Regions from separate parts of the Salvelinus alpinus genome. Here region 1 is linked to region 2. Evidence: chromatin contacts called from public Hi-C data. All regions are on one chromosome and are shown on one strand. Each heading gives the region's core, a stretch centred on a gene start, on an enhancer-like site or on the middle of the called end of the contact. The rest is flanking DNA. Distances are from core to core; before and after follow the strand shown. Region 1 holds the start of LOC139539880 (craniofacial development protein 1-like). Region 2 holds the start of LOC139539877 (heat shock factor protein 4-like).

Region 1 (3,570 bases), core at 994-3,493, 240 kb after region 2:
TCCACCTCCTTCTTGGGCCTGGAATCAGAAAACTCTCCCTCCTCTCCCTCCTGCTCCTGCTCCTCCACTCTGCCATCCTGCTCTGTCTCCTCTAACTTCAGTCCTCCTTTCTTTCTTTTCCTATGAGGATCGACAAAGAGAGTGGTAGGAAAATAATGTAAAAAGATGGTCATCAACTGATTCCAGCAGACTAGCATGGAAATTCCAATAAAAACTGAGCAAAACGAAGCAATCGATGCACAAATGCACTCTCAACACTGGGGTCCCACAAGGGTGCGTGCTCAGCCCCACCTGTACCCCCTGTTCACCCACGACTGCGTGGCCATGCATGCCTCCAACTCAATCATCAAGTTTGCAGACGACACAACAGTAGTGGGCTTGATTACCAACAACGACGAGACAGCCTACAGGGAGGAGGTGAGGGCACTCGGAGTGTGGTGTCAGGAAAATAACCTCTCACTCAATGTCAACAAAACAAAGGAGATGATCGTGGACTTCAGGAAACAGCAGAGGGAGCACCCGGCTATCCACATTGAAGGGACAGCAGTGGAAAAGGTGGAAAGTTAAGTTCCTCGGCGTACACATCACAGACAAAATGAAATGGTCCACTCACACAGACAGTGTGGTGAAGAAGGCACAACAGCGCATCTTCAACCTCAGGAGGCTGAAGAAATTTGGCTTGTCACCCAAAACCCTGACAAACTTTTAGAGATGCACAATCGAGAGCATCCTGTCAGGCTGTACCACTGCCTGGTACGGCAACTGCACCGCCCTCAACCGCAAGGCTCTCCAGAGGGTGGTGCTGTCTGCACAACGCATCACCAGGGGCAAACTACCTGCCCTCCATGACACCTACAGCAGTCGATGTCACAGGAAGGCCAAAAAGATCATCGAGGACATCAACCACCCGAGCCACTGCTTGTTCACACCGCTACCATCCAGAAGGCGAGGTCAGTACAGGTGCATCAAAGCTGGGACCGAGAGACTGAAAAACAGCTTCTATCTCAAGGCCATCTGACTGCTAAACAGCAATCACTAACTCAGAGAGGCTGCTGCCTACATTAAGACCCAATCACTGGCCACTTTAATAAATGGAGCACTAGTCACTTTATACAATGCTCTCTAAATAATGCCACTTTAATAATGTTTACAGATCTTACATTACTCATATCACATGTATATACTGTATGTTATACCATCTATTGCACCTTGCCTATGCCGCTCGGCCATCGCTCATCCATATATTTACATGTACATATTCTCATTCACCCCTTTAGATTTGTGTGTATTAGGTAGTTGTTGGGGAATTGTTAGATTACTTGTTAGATATTACTGCACTGTCAGAACTAGAAGCCCAAGCATTTCGCTACACTCACATTAACATCTGCTAACCATGTGTATGTGACAAATAAAATGTGATTTGACACCATTGGTCTAAAAACTAAGCCAAATACAAAAGTGTTGAATCACTCACCTCATGCCAATGTCTTGGCCTTTCTTCTTTTTCTTCTTGGTGACATTATCTGACTGTTGGCTACTATCGTCAACCTCTTCCAGACCATCTTCTTTCACACATTGATTCATGTCATCTTCACTGAGGTTGTCATCTGTCAACCACACAACAATCATGGTAAGACTTGAATTGAATGACAAATACAGTAGCTAATTATCATCAAGCAACATACATGAAGAATATGACACATACAATGGAAATATTGCATAACTACTGTATAAGGTTATGATTCTCTGTCATGTGTGTAACGTTAATAACATATCTGCTCAACTAGCATTGCATTTCTATCTGTTTGTGGAAGTAACCTTACCAGATGGGACATAGTCTTGATCTGCATTTGAAGAATAGCCATCGGAATCATAATCTGAGTAATTCATAATTTCCCCTCCAGAAAGAGCCTACACTTTCTGCCAATAGTAAACACAGCAGTAAATGTATGGATAACTGGCTAGCTAGCAAATTACAAAGCACCGGATATCTGACGAACCCTGTCTGTAGCTATCACGCGGTTACAAAATAACCGATAAAGTTATTAAATATTTCTAGCTGTATAGTTTATTATAGCTACAATTACAATAACAAACAAATACACAACTATCTACAATATGAAAACGTGTGGCTTTGTTGACTAGCTACAGAAAGGAGCGCGGATGTATATTTATCCTTGTGTAATTCTATGGTAGCTGCTTATCTGACTTCCCGATTTACTACGGCAAGTCCACAGGATCAATCGATCGTTAGGAAAGACGCGTTATCGCTTATTTTTTGTTGGAGAATGAATACCGTATTCATAATCGATTGCATTATTATATATTTATATGTTAATATGGTTTGGAAATTGTATTCAACAATTTATCAAAATTGTGAAATCCTTTTTGTGACCACGCCTCTGATGAGTCTGGTACGGCGTGACGCCAAATCAAGTTGTGTTGACATCAAGCTAACGGCTAATAACAGGAGATCAACCAACCCTTGTCGACTTGCTAGCTAGATCCAACATTAATGTTCTGATGGTGTTATTCGGATATTCGTGGTCTCGCACACATGCTCGTGGTGTTCTGTGCATTAGACATGCAGAACGGATATAACGAGATTGGGTTTGTGCAGCAAATTCTTAGCTTGAATTTGGTCCCTAGGAAAAATGGCACCAATCGAGGCAACGACACATCGCTTAGCGACTTCTCAGGTGAGATTCATTCCACAGCCCCTCTGTTCTACATTAGCCAGTTGAACAACATTATTATAAACTTTGTAACGTACATTTTTCGTTAACTATTATCCAGGTAACCGATTTAACGTAGCTAGTAATACTACTTAGTGAGCTACCACATTCATATAGACGCTAAACCTAAACTAAGGCGTCGTAACGTTTGGGTCCTTACGTTAGTCCATCATTATTGAGCTACTTAGCTAGCTAGATAGCTACTAGCTAGATAAGTTAACATGGCTACTACTGTAGCTAGCTATTGTGAATGCTAAACAAGTAGCTAGCTAGTTAACTTTAGCGGGCTAGCTAATCAAGTGCTAGCTAGCCAGCTGGCAATAACAACAAATATTATTGTGCAAAACGGACAACTTTAAATTACCCATAACGTTAGGTAATCCATTAGAGTAGCCATCAATTGTCTTTTTTGAGAGAAAGCATTGTTTTATATATATACCCACACACACTCTAATGGATTACCTAACGTTATGTATATATTACCAAACGTTTTATATATATATATATATATATGTGTGTGTGAGAGATGTTATATATATGTGTAATCATTAGCAGCTTGGATTATTTTGCAGGGTGATTAAGGGGTCAGTTTAACATAATAGGCACTGGATAGGGTAGTATTTAATTCAGAAGACATGTCAGGCAACAGGCATGTGTAATGTCTGTAAACTCTGCTAAACCTAGCAAGGCTATATGTTACTGCTTAGTTCCTTTGTTTCAGAGATGTGGTATGGAGTCTTCTTGTGGGCTGCTGTCTCTTCACTGGTGTTCCACCTACCTGCTGCTCTCCTGGCCCTCGCCACCCTGCGACAACACAAAATAGCCCGCTTCATGC
Region 2 (3,178 bases), core at 666-3,165:
CTAGTTGAGAACGAGTTCTCATTTACAACTGCGAGCTGGCCAAGATAAAGCAAAGCAGTGCGACAAACAACAACACAGAGTTACACAAGGAATAAACAAGCGTACAGTCTAACACAATAGAAGAAGAAAAATAAAGTCTATATACAGTGTGTGCAAACGGCGTGAGGAGGTAAGGCAATAAATAGGCCATAGTAGCGAAGTAATTACAATTTAGCAAATTAACACTGGAGTGATAGATGAGCAGATGGTGATGTGCAAGTAGAAATACTGGTGTGCAAAAGAGCAGAAAAGTAAATAAAAACAATATGGGGATGAGGTAGGTAGATTGGTTGGGCTATTTACAGATGGGCTATGTACAGCTGCAGCAATCGGTTAGCTGCTCAAATAGCTGATGTTTAAAGTTAGTGAGGGAAATATAAGTCTCCATATTGCTTGCTTCATATACGGAACCCATAAAGGTCATACACACTGTGAACACTTTACTAATATTAAGTTGCAACCCCTTTTGCCCTCAGAACAGCTTCAATTCGTCGGAGCTTGGACTCCACAAGGTGTCGAAAGCATTTCAAAAGGGACGCTGGCCCATGTTGACTCCAATGCTTCCCACAGTTGTGTAAAGTTGGCTGGATGTCCTTTGGGTGGTGGACCATTGTTGATACACACTGGAAACTGTTGAGTGTGAAAAACCCAGCAGCGTTGCAGTTCTTGACACACTCAAACCGGTGCGCTTGACAGCTACTACCATACCCTGTTTTGTTGTGCCCATTCATCTGCAGAATGGCACACATACACAATCCATGTCTCAATTGTCTCAAGGCTTAAAAATCCTTCTTTAACCTGTCTCCTCCCCTTCATCTACACCGTCTTGAAGTGGATTTAACAGGTGACATCAATAAGGGATCATAGCTTTCACCTGGATTTACCTGGTCAGTCTTGGAAAGAGTGTTCCTAATGTTTTGTGCAGTGAATGTATAGAACCCTTTGTAGGGTTCTTCTTTACTGAACCAAAACTAGTTCCATATAGAACCCTTGGGTTCCATACAGGGTTCTATATGGAACCAATTTTGGTTATATATAGAACCTTAAGGGGTGCCATGTATGAAGAAAGAATTGAACTATTTTGGTTAAATCCAGAAGCTTTTTTTCTAAGCATGCTGTACAAAGGTTGCTGCTCGTTTTGAACATAGCCTATATGTCAGCCTTGAATATAAGCTATATTTTTCAGTGTCACTATTTTGCATTTATGTTTTGTACTTTGGTATTTCTTTTTCAGTGTTGTTTCAGTGATTCATCACATCACAATTGTAGGCCCTACTTCTATTTGTATTTATGTTTCAGTTTTTGTTTAGTGCCTAAGGAGCTTAACTATTTGTCATGTGACTAAACACAGATCAAGATACATAAAAATGAGGATTCTTCAGAGATGCAAACAAGAATTCCAATTACATGGTCACAAATAAGAACTCATTTGTATTTCTGACCGGGATTTGGAAATTATCCTTATCAGATTTTATCAGACAGTCAGTTAAAATAACTTTATATTGTTTTGGGTAAAACAATAACCTTTGTGACACAAAACCAGTGGGCATTGATACACAATTCATGCAAAGCACATACTGTACTATGTACTCTTTCTAAGGGTTGGATGATGTTGTTATATGATATTTATGTGTTTGTCTATGATCTGTGAAGATAAGTAATTGAGGAGTCTCAGTATACACACCCACACACACGTATTCACCAGCGCTCCTGTGCTGTATCGTATTGTCTAGCATGACAGTGTGCTATTATTCTAGGCTTTGTGATGGCCTGTATTGTTTTCCAGTGGGGTCTTTTGTTGTGTTGGAGGGCTATGGTGATGCTGCAGGGGCAGGTTTGTGCTGACGATGGCCTGTAGGGATGACAGGGCCTGATATGGCCGTATGACTGGTCCAGAGAGAGTCAGCAGCAAAGCAGCTCAGAGATGGAGTAGGACCTGTGCACATACACACTCTTACACATATTCTTAATAACACCGCCTTGCTCCAACTGAAGCGCAGCCATGCAAGAATCTCCTGGCTCTATTGGTGTGGATGGAGGTTATGCCAGTAATGTGCCTGCCTTCCTCACCAAACTGTGGACCCTGGTCGAGGACCCGGACACCAACCACCTCATCTGCTGGAGTGCTGTGAGTACCTGAAGCACTGACTCTTCTGATTGGTTAAGTTGGTTAAAGAGAGTCAGAGGTCTTTCATACTGTTGAATATATTTAATGTGTTTGATATAAATTACAAGAATGAGAAGATAAGTAATGGTTAGGTGCAGTGGCAAGATAGAACTATGAGTAATAGACAAGTTCTATGTTTGACTATCAAATTAATTGGATATCATGACTGTTTATACTCGGGTTGACTGAAAAGTGGATGTGTTTAAACCTTTGGTTAACCCAAAACATGTGCCTCGCATTCATTGGCAGCATTAGATAGATCTGGAGGGTAACCGAGTAAATGTCTTCCAGTGTTGTTCCCTTTATAAACTAAGGGTATCGTCAAAAAGTATGATTAGTATCGATCATATCAGTATTGTATCACACATCTTCACAGTGTAAGAAGTGGTGAATGAGACCACATACTAAGCAACCCTTGACATCTTTATCTTTGTACCTGTTTGTGTTACTGTTATGCCCAAGATTCCACAATCTGGCTTACAGAGTCCTCAAAATGTAAGTGAGTAACCATCTTTGAGAGAATCATGACTTCATCATGTTCATTAACTGATTTTTGCTTACTGGACACATATGGGGATAGAAATATTGACTTTAACAACATTTTCAAAATCATGTAGCCAACCTGTTTAACACTTAAAGAATGTGCTATTGGACTATGATGAAATGACAAAAGTCCATAAGCTTCGCATTGATTTAGTGTCTAAGAGGTATGGGTACAGTTTGCTGGTACATAGTTTTTTCCCTCAACCTTCATTTTAGCACTTAGAATTCTTAGAACTTAGAATATATATATTTTGAATGTAAGTGGCAAAGCTTCCCCTGTTCTGTTTTAATCCAGGTAGCCTGTAAAACATTAACTAGGATATACACATTTCTCAGAACAGATTTTATATGGACTTATTGGTATAAAGCAAAAAATACACTTCCTACTTGATCAACCTTCACAGGATTTATAGAACTGAGCATTATATG

The links. A called contact is a pair of places that touch in the nucleus more often than the background predicts.
Region 1: a contact with region 2 is called in a Hi-C map of red muscle, with 12 times the contacts expected there. The contact joins the promoter of LOC139539880 here to the promoter of LOC139539877 in region 2. A contact is called at or near these places in 3 of 3 Hi-C or Micro-C datasets (liver, muscle and red muscle).

The regions. Positions count from the first base shown.
Region 1 is chr15:29,556,136-29,559,705 of SLU_Salpinus.1, forward strand. It overlaps LOC139539880 (craniofacial development protein 1-like), which reads right to left and starts at 2,244. Exons shown (of 7, transcript XM_071343254.1): 1 at 1,824-2,244; 2 at 1,475-1,607; 3 at 1-120. The coding sequence starts at 1,890. LOC139539881 (transmembrane protein 170A-like) reads left to right here and starts at 2,558. Exons shown (of 3, transcript XM_071343255.1): 1 at 2,558-2,699; 2 at 3,457-3,570. The coding sequence starts at 2,558.
Region 2 is chr15:29,314,423-29,317,600 of SLU_Salpinus.1, forward strand. It overlaps LOC139539877 (heat shock factor protein 4-like), which reads left to right and starts at 1,916. Exons shown (of 13, transcript XM_071343246.1): 1 at 1,916-2,167. The coding sequence starts at 2,042.